Linked DNA regions of Mus musculus: all the other regions are linked to region 3. Evidence: chromatin contacts called from public HiCAR-type and promoter capture Hi-C data. All regions are on one chromosome and are shown on one strand. The core of a region is the stretch at or near the end of the contact, and the rest is flanking DNA. Distances in the headings are between cores, read along the strand shown.

Region 1 (2,700 bases), core at 125-2,624, 1.4 Mb after region 3:
CTCAACTTGGGATCTGTCCCATGGACAGGCACCAAACCCTGACACTATTACTGATGCTATGCTGTGCTCACAGACAGGAGTCTGCTATGGCTGTCCTCAGAGAGGCTCTACCAGCAGCTGATTGAGACAGCTGCAGATCCTTACAGCCAACCATTGGAATGAGGTCAATGACCCCTATGGAAGAGTTAGGGGAAGGACTGAAGGAACTGAAGGGATGGCAACCCCACAGGAAGAACAACAGACTCACTAACACAGACCCCTGAGAGCTCCCAGAGACTAAGCCATCAACCAAAGAGCATGCATAGGCTGGTCTGAGGCCCCCAGCACATATGTAGCAGAAGGCTGCCTTTTCCAACCTCAGTGGGAGAGGGTACACCTAATCCTATAGAGACTTGATGCCCCAGGTAGGGGAGATGGGTCAACGGGTCAGAGCCACACAGACTATTGACCAACTCACACTCCACATAATCTTTTCTAGGTCAATTTTATATCTATGTTCATTATAAACTTGGAGCACAGACGATGTTTCAGAAAGTGAAACTGCTCCTATAGAAATAATAGGAATGTATTATTTCTCATAGTTCATTTACCCAAACCCAAAGCGGCTCATGATACGAGGGAAATGCCTTTCTATGTGTACCGATTCATGAGCCATTGTCTGGAGTGTTGTAACTATGGGAGTTTGTACATGTGCAAGGGCAGAGGGCACATAAGATATCTGTGTGCTTCTGATTTTGTTGTGCACCTAAAATTTCTCTAAAAAAAAAACAATAAGTTCTTTATTTTTGTTATTTCTAAATGTGTTGGGTGTCTGATGGCAGAGCATTGTGCAAGCACTCACTTGAGTGGACTCTGGTGAGGGTGGAGGTCAGAGAGGGGTCTGTCCTTCCCTTCTATACTGAGGAAGTATCTTGTCCACCCCTACATTCCCCCTGACAAACCATCCCACTCCCCTTCTGGGAATCCTCTCGTCTCTGGTCCCATCTCCCAGGAGGTGCTCCTGTCACATATGTGGCTTTTAGGTAGGTCCTGAGTATCGGAACTCCAGTCTTTAAGTGTAGGGGGCAAGTACTTTATCCACTGAACCGTCTTCCCTGTCCAAACACGAATGAAATCTTAGAAGAAAAGGACACAAAAAGCAACTGTTATAAAGGGAGGAAATGTTCTGAGAAGGAATCACGGAGTTTGGGTGGCGGTTTGAAGGGAAGACTTAAGAGAGAGAACAAATTTTGCACTGAAAGGAGCTGGAGCAGGGCAAGTGTTCATGAAAGTGTTATGCCAGAGGTGTTTAAATGTTGCATTTTCTGAGCATGCGGAGATCGAGAAACTCAACCAAAAGTGGGTTATGAGTCCAGAGAGCTCCCAAAACTCCTGAGTACAAGGCTTCTAACGGAGTTTAGCAGAAATCTGGGTTTCTCCCTTTCACACCATTCCTTCCAACTTCTACTTTCCCGGCGAGCCACGGGGATGTGGCTTTCTATCTGTCCAGCAGCTCAGCTTGCAATGCTTTGGGCGAGATAAAACTTCCTGCCCCTTGTCTGAATCTGCAGGATTGGGGCAGTTGAAGGCAGATGGCTCCCGGCAACCGTCCCTGCAGAGCCTTAAGCACACACTGAAGAGCATGGTACCCGGCCCGGAGGATGGACGGTGGAGCGAGGTTCGGGTGGGCAAAAAAGCCAGACACGGAGTGGCCTCGCTCCGGGGCAACCGGACATAACTGGAATAGAAACCTGGGTGGACTGTGCAGCCAGACAGCGCCGCCCCACCTCCGCTCACGCAGCCTCTGCCGCCCCCTGCCGGCTGCAGCTGGAGTTGCCGAAGCCACGAAGACCCCACTCCACCCCAACCCCAAGCCCAGGGCTGAGCTGAGAGTCCTGACCCCTGTTTCTGATTTACCAAACCCACTTAAACTGCTCCAAGGACCGTGCTTGCTAGCCCATTTACTTAAAAAATGGACTTACAGGTCCTGCTTGGAGTTCGGAAGCAAACCAGAGACTTCCTGCTCAAAGATTTTAATTACTTGAGCACAATGCTGAAGATCTAAATACTTAACAAAATATTTTGATCTCCTAGGCAATATTAACCAGTTACTGGCTCTTCTCACCCACCGGGACAGTGGGAGAAATCAGTGTAAGTATAAATAGTATGAAAGATTTTAAACGAACTCTTTAAAAGCACCCTCTCATACAGACAACATCTTCTGCTACGGGAAGAGTCAAAGACCCGGAAATGACTAGCCATCGCAAAGTATGGTTCTAGATCAGTTTAACCAATCAGCTCTCACAGGTCACTCATGGTCTCCGAAGGAAAAGTAGCCAGAAGGGTAAGTAGAGGAAGATGTATGCCATTTCTTTGAACAAGTAGGTTCCGAACACTTGGAGACAATCCTTTTATAATGTCAAAATATCTCATGTGTTCTCCTTATATGCTAATGAAACAGGATATGGATTCAGTCACGCTTAGATGAATTTAGATAGTGAAAACTCATGCATGAAAATATTCAGGAGAAGCTGTATTCCAGCTATGGAAATTCATAACACAAACATGGCGTGCTGGTTTGAATGAAATACTCCCCCCCCTCCTTGGGCTTATATATTAGAAAGTTAGATACACAGTACTTGGAAGTACTTGGATACACAGTACTTGGAAGTACTTGGATACACAGTACTTGGAAGTACTTGGATACATAGTACTTGGAAG
Region 2 (2,700 bases), core at 172-2,671, 1.5 Mb after region 3:
ATTCTTGAAAACATCAGCACATATATGTTCTTTATCCACACCACTTCCTGTTGGGTGCACATTTTCCTTTAAGAACTATAGACATCTAGATGCATGTTTGAATATCGGACGGCTGCAGGAACACACATACCCAACAGCTAAAGAGTGGAGAAATAAGCATGCCACTTTGTCTACTACACAATTACAAACTTGTCTCCAAGACTGCCATGGAGAAATCTTACATTTTTCTCCCTCCATCCCCGGATGCAGGTTCAAAGAATTTTCTTTCGTTCTTAACTCTCACCCAAAGAACTCCACATCCTGCAGCCCAACAGGCTTTGAAGAACAAAAATTTCCTCTACTGACCACCAATCCCACAAGTGCAGTAGAAGCAGGTGGCCGTGTTACAATACAGTCCTACACAATGACTTTGTCCGAGATTCCACCAAAGGGTCGACATCCTGAGAACCCATAACAAGTTCATACTATAGGAATCACAGGGCTCTGAGTTAGCAGGCTTTCCCATGTGCACGGAGTGAGGGCTGGTAAGATAGTTTCTAAGGATGCTCCCTCCAGTCTTCACCTCAGCCTTCCTGGGTTCTAGATGCACCCTGGGCCGGCAGTCAGCCTAAGGGAAGGCATTCCCTGCAGAAATTCCCTCCGTGGCACTTCTGAGGTCATGGACTTGGGAGAAGAGTGGCCCTATGGTAGCTATGGCAACATATCAGCGTGCGTACGCCTTCTCGATTCTGGTGAGTGTGTAATTCTTTTTCAAAGGAGGTCACAGGGCAATCGGCTCGGTTTTTTTTTCCCCCTATAGAGATGTTCCCATTGCTAAGTTCAAATGAGTCAAACCTGAAGATAACCATTGCCAGTATGTGTGTAAGTAGGTGTAGGACAAGACATAGCCCAACACCTATAATACTATAAAGCAGCTCCTTGCTAGCAGCTCCCCAAATCGCGGGAGCGTTAAGGCGTCCTCACCGAGCACAGAGCCAGGCTTTCCCAAAGCAAACTTACATAAGCAGCCGCAGCCGCCTCCTTATTCCGGAGCAGCTGCGACAATGGCGGCCACACCACTTCCCTGTTGCGACCGCACAACTTGGGAGTGGGGAATCCGGGGCCCCGCGAAAGACATGGGGCGCAGTCCGCGCGTGGGGAGCCCACATTCGCATTTCGCAGCCAATGAGCCGCCGGATGCAGCGAGCCCTCAGCATTCTCTCCTAAACAAAAGCTCCCCTGAGCTGTGCCCGCCAGCGACGGGCCACCTTCCCTTCCACCATCCTCCACTTCTCCAGGTCGCGGCGCGGGCGCGAGGCTCTCTTCCTTGGCCCGCAGCAGCCCCGGCGGCGCGACGAGCTCGGGAGCGGGCATGCGGCCGGTTCCGCAGCCCCGCGCCGCGCCGCGCCCTGCTCCGCCCGCGAGCCCCGAGCTCGCGCCCCGCGCACTCCGCGGCCTGCGCGTCTGGTCCTCCCGCGCCCTCCCGCGGCCAAGGGCGGGGGCGGCGCGCGGCCGGCTCCCCGGAGCTCGGCGGACGCAGGCGGGGGAGCGTGCGCGGGGGGTCCCGTCGGCTCCGGGGGAAACCACAGCTGCGAGGGGCGGCGCCCCGCGGGCCGCGCTCGGGCCCGGCTCGGCCGTCCCCACCCCCACCGCGGTGCACTGCGGCGCGGAGAGCCAGGCGGCCATGAACTCGGCCGCGGAGAGAGAGCGCGCGCGCGGGGCCGCCGCCTGGCCTCTTCCCCACCCGCTCGCTGGCCTGCGCAGCCACCGGGGACGCCCGGCCCCCCACGCCCAACCGCGGCCCACGCCCCGATCCCGCTCGCACCGCGCTGCGCCGCCACATCCTGCAGCTGGCTGCTGCCCCGGAGCTCGGCGGGAACGCGCCTCCTCGCAGCCGCCCCGGCCGCGCCCGCCGCCGGCTGCCCCCGCGTCCCCGCGCCCGTCCCCGGCCCTTCCAGCACCCGGCCCGCGCTTACCTGCAGCTTGGCACCGCTACAGACGCTCGCTGTCGCTGTGGGCTCCCTCGCTCGGCAGCGCGCAAGCCAGGGACGGGATGGACGCGGGGGCACGGTGGGTGGCAGTGTTTTGGATTTTTTTTTAATTTTTTTTTTTCTGAGTTTGGGGAGGGGGTGGGGTAGGGGGGGAATCGTGCACGTCCCTGGTGGTGGCAGCCCTCCTCCTGCACGAGCACACACTAGCCAACCCGCCGCGAACACCCCCACCACCCCCCTCCCCGTGCATGCGCGGTGCGGGCTCCGGGGTAGTGGGGGGGAGAGAAGGCGCGCCGCCGCTTGCGCAGGCACGGAACTGGCTGGGGCCTCCCTCGTGAGCGAGCGAGGAAAGGGTTAATCTGGGACCTGACGGGTGGTTGCTTTCCCTGGGTCTACGGGGCCGCCCGCGGAGAGCCCTGGCCTGCGCACGCGCGCGCACGCGCGCGGCAAGGGGCGCGCGGAGCCCGCGCGCGGGAGAAGGGGGTGGGCGGGGTCGGGGCGGGGCTTCTGCCGGCCAGGGGAGCGAATGCACGAGCTCCTTTCTCGAGCACCCGCCCCCTCCTGGAGCTCCCGACTCCAGGGCTCCCGCCGGCGCCCGGCCTCGGCACTGCGTCGGGAACGCGGGGAGCCTGCGCTCCCGTGCGTGTGCGTGTGCATGTGCGTGGGCCATGTCTGCCCCTGGGCGCGCACGGTTCGGGCGCTGAGCTCGGCCTGGCTTTTGGGCAGGTGT
Region 3 (2,700 bases), core at 76-2,575:
CCTGTGGCCGCCTTACTGTGGCTCGGCTTTAACCTTGTTTTTACGGGTCTGTCTCCTCCTGCCGGATCTCCACCGAGGTCACAAAACCAGAACAGCCACAAAGCCGAAACTGGAGACAGACACCGGCGGTGACGTCGCTGCTCAGCTTATTTACGTTTGGGGTTTTTCCCCCCCTCTATGGGGAAAGTCTTCTGTGACATGTGACAGTTGCTTTTCTTTGCTTTTTTTTTTTTTTTTTTTTTTTTTTTTTTTAAACAACCGGGCATAGGTGAAAACTAGACCCAGAAGTGCGGGCGTGCGCGTCTCGAAGTCAGCCATAACAGCATCTGGCTTGTATTTGGGGAGGGGACGATTCTCGATTCTTCGTTCAACTCTTTGGAGCTCCCCTCTCAAGCAAAATAAACCAATAGGAATGAGTGTTTATTTAATGGCTAGTTTCTGTTTGAAATACTGAAGGGTGTCCTCTGGTGGGATATTAGCACACAAAGTAGACACTGTTTACTGAAACAGATGAGCAGTCCCGGCGTAGTCCCCCATCTTTTTAAAAAGGCGCGTGGGGGTGGGGGAGTCGCAGTGGGGCACACGCGCGCTCTGGCCGTCCCCCTAGCCCAGACGTTTAAAGAGCATGTGAGCATGACAAGTGTCTATTCGCAACGTGTTAGATTTCGAAACTGCCTTGCAATCCAATCCGGAACTCAGAGCTTTAGCCCGGGGGAATAGACATTTGCCCACGGTGACTATGTCTGCCTCCCCCCACCCCCACTGTCGCTGTTGGCAGAAGAGTCCACGAGGAGGAGGGTGCGCTGTGCCGCGCCCGCGTGTCAATGGCAGCTGCGCCTTCTGGAAGAAGTTGATTCTTGTCTGGAATACTTTTCCTTCGGTGCCCCACCCCTTGAATCAGAAGCTGCTGCCTCCGGCGGCTGGAGCAGAGACAGTGAAGTTTGGGGCAGCTGTCAAAAACAAGGATGGGGGTGTCTTTTCTTCTCTGGGGTGGACAGAGGAGATGTCCTTAAACCTCTCTCCATCCTTTACAAACTAAATGCACTCTTCGCTAGCCCGGGGAGGAAAGGCCCCAAAAGAGAAACCAGTGTGGCCGCTGAGAGCTGAGGGATGGAGATGGTGCTCTCGCCACGGGCAGGCAGGCATGACCCTGCTTCTGGGTTCCGCCAGCGCGTAGAGGGACGGGTGATCTCGGCCCCCAGGCCCAGGGTTGTGGAGCTGGAAGGTGCGGGGGAGGGGCAGAGGAGCGCGGCGGGGCGGGCGGGGGACGGGGCGGGCGGTTGGGGGCGGAGGCAGGACCTCCTGTACCTTCCCTCTGCTCTCTCACTCTGACAGCGCCGAGGTGCGCCGAGTGGAGCGGGAAACAAAGGAGCTGAGTAGGGAGGGAGGGAATTGGGCCAGGGAGAACCCCCGGCTGGCTGCCAGAAGATCCCGACTGGAGGAAGCCCAAGTGTCACTTGAATTCCAACCCAGAAGCCAGCGCCTGAGACCGGAGCACCTTGTTTAGCAATAGTGGTTGGAACACTCTCTTGTAAGTTACCGGAGCACTAGTATAGGAGGAGGATCATCGACTACCCTCCCGCCACTCCACGGCTGCTGGCTCCTAGAAACCCCAGCTTCACCTCTCACTGGGACTCGAGTTCCAGAATGAAAAGCAAGAAGGGTAAGGTGGCGGCGGGCTGTGAGCGCCCGGGGCACCAGTGCGGGACATGTGCGGGCCGCGCCGGATCGGGAGAACACTGACTTGATGGGACTTTTCGGACCAGTGGCTCCCCGGCTGGATTGGTGGCTGTTCTCTTTGTTGAGGCTGTGTCTCTGATGGCAGTTGGTGTTCTTTTCCTTCTAGACACAACCCGAGGGGCTGTTGTGGGGAGGCTGAGCCGCGCCACGCTGTTGGCACGTTGTCAAGAACCACGCTCAGCGCCTTGTTTGTACGCCTCCAAGTTTCATTGTCTTCCTGACACCCCATGCTCGGCCCAGGCGCCGCGTGGTTTCTAGTGCCGTTTCTGGGGCAGGGCTTTGCGGTTGATGTTCTAGGAGACCCTGGCACCTCGCTTTTCCCTGTGGGGGGTCCTTGGCGAATTCCAGTCGCCTTACCTTTTGTCTAAAAGTTTGTAGTTCCGGGTGTTCTCTCACTCCTCGCCGGATCCTGGCAATGTTTTTTTTTTTTTTTTTTTTAAAGAGATGTGTTTTTCACTATCAAAGGAATGTGATCCGGGACCCCCACACATATCGCCCTAGGGCGAGCATAGCTTTGGAAAGATGGACTTTAAAATTTTTACTAGTTTCTGAAAGTTTTCCCACGATGAATTTAGGACCGCGTGTGCTGTTAGAACACAAGTACCATGCAGTCGAAAACTGTCCAAGTGTGACAAGCAGGCTTGGTTGTAAGTGCAAAAAGCGAGGCTGTCATTGTTTCCACCAAAGCTTTACAACTAAAACTTGCCGTCAGTCTGGTTTAAAAACAAAACACACTGGGGAGGAAGGGGGGAAAAAAAAAACCCAAAAGGTCAAAGACTGTGAAGTCCCTTTTGAAGCTAACTTTGGAGTCCCTGACTGGGAGGTCCCTCGAGTGTTCCAGTCGTGGACTGGAGTTGGCTTTTTTTGTTGTGATTTATGTGGAGTGGTTCAAAACAGAAGTTAATCGCTTGGAGAAGCGGGCGGGGGGAAGGGGGCGCTGGTGCGCATGCCCGGGAGCTT

Evidence for each region. Promoter capture Hi-C pulls out the DNA fragments that hold promoters and counts their contacts. HiCAR-type assays count read pairs that join an accessible place to other places.
Region 1: a contact with region 3 is called in a HiCAR-type map of astrocytes, with 4 times the contacts expected there. The contact joins the promoter of A730049N16Rik here to the promoter of Tgif1 in region 3. A contact is called at or near these places in 3 of 39 promoter capture datasets (embryonic stem cells, hippocampal neurons and liver) and 2 of 115 datasets of contacts at active chromatin or transcription factors (astrocytes and embryonic forebrain).
Region 2: a promoter capture Hi-C map of embryonic stem cells shows a contact between it and region 3, with 3 times the contacts expected there. The contact joins the promoter of Zbtb14 here to the promoter of Tgif1 in region 3. A contact is called at or near these places in 5 of 39 promoter capture datasets (embryonic stem cells, hippocampal neurons, liver and 1 more), 1 of 484 Hi-C or Micro-C datasets (liver), 6 of 115 datasets of contacts at active chromatin or transcription factors (astrocytes, embryonic forebrain, large pre-B cells and 3 more) and 1 of 9 other capture datasets (liver).

What each region holds. Positions count from the first base shown.
Region 1 is chr17:69,474,588-69,477,287 of GRCm38.p6, reverse strand. A730049N16Rik (a long non-coding RNA gene) reads left to right here and starts at 1,374. Exons shown (of 2, transcript XR_876920.3): 1 at 1,374-2,323. The region is part of intron 1 of Akain1 (A kinase (PRKA) anchor inhibitor 1); the gene reads right to left.
Region 2 is chr17:69,382,525-69,385,224 of GRCm38.p6, reverse strand. It overlaps Zbtb14 (zinc finger and BTB domain containing 14), which reads right to left and starts at 1,421. Exons shown (of 3, transcript NM_009547.3): 1 at 1,000-1,421. It overlaps Gm49894 (transcription initiation factor TFIID subunit 4-like), which reads left to right and starts at 1,044. Exons shown (of 3, transcript XM_030250167.1): 1 at 1,044-1,125; 2 at 1,214-2,049. The coding sequence starts at 1,044.
Region 3 is chr17:70,849,835-70,852,534 of GRCm38.p6, reverse strand. It overlaps Tgif1 (TGFB-induced factor homeobox 1), which reads left to right and starts at 1,325. Exons shown (of 3, transcript NM_009372.3): 1 at 1,325-1,663. The coding sequence starts at 1,648.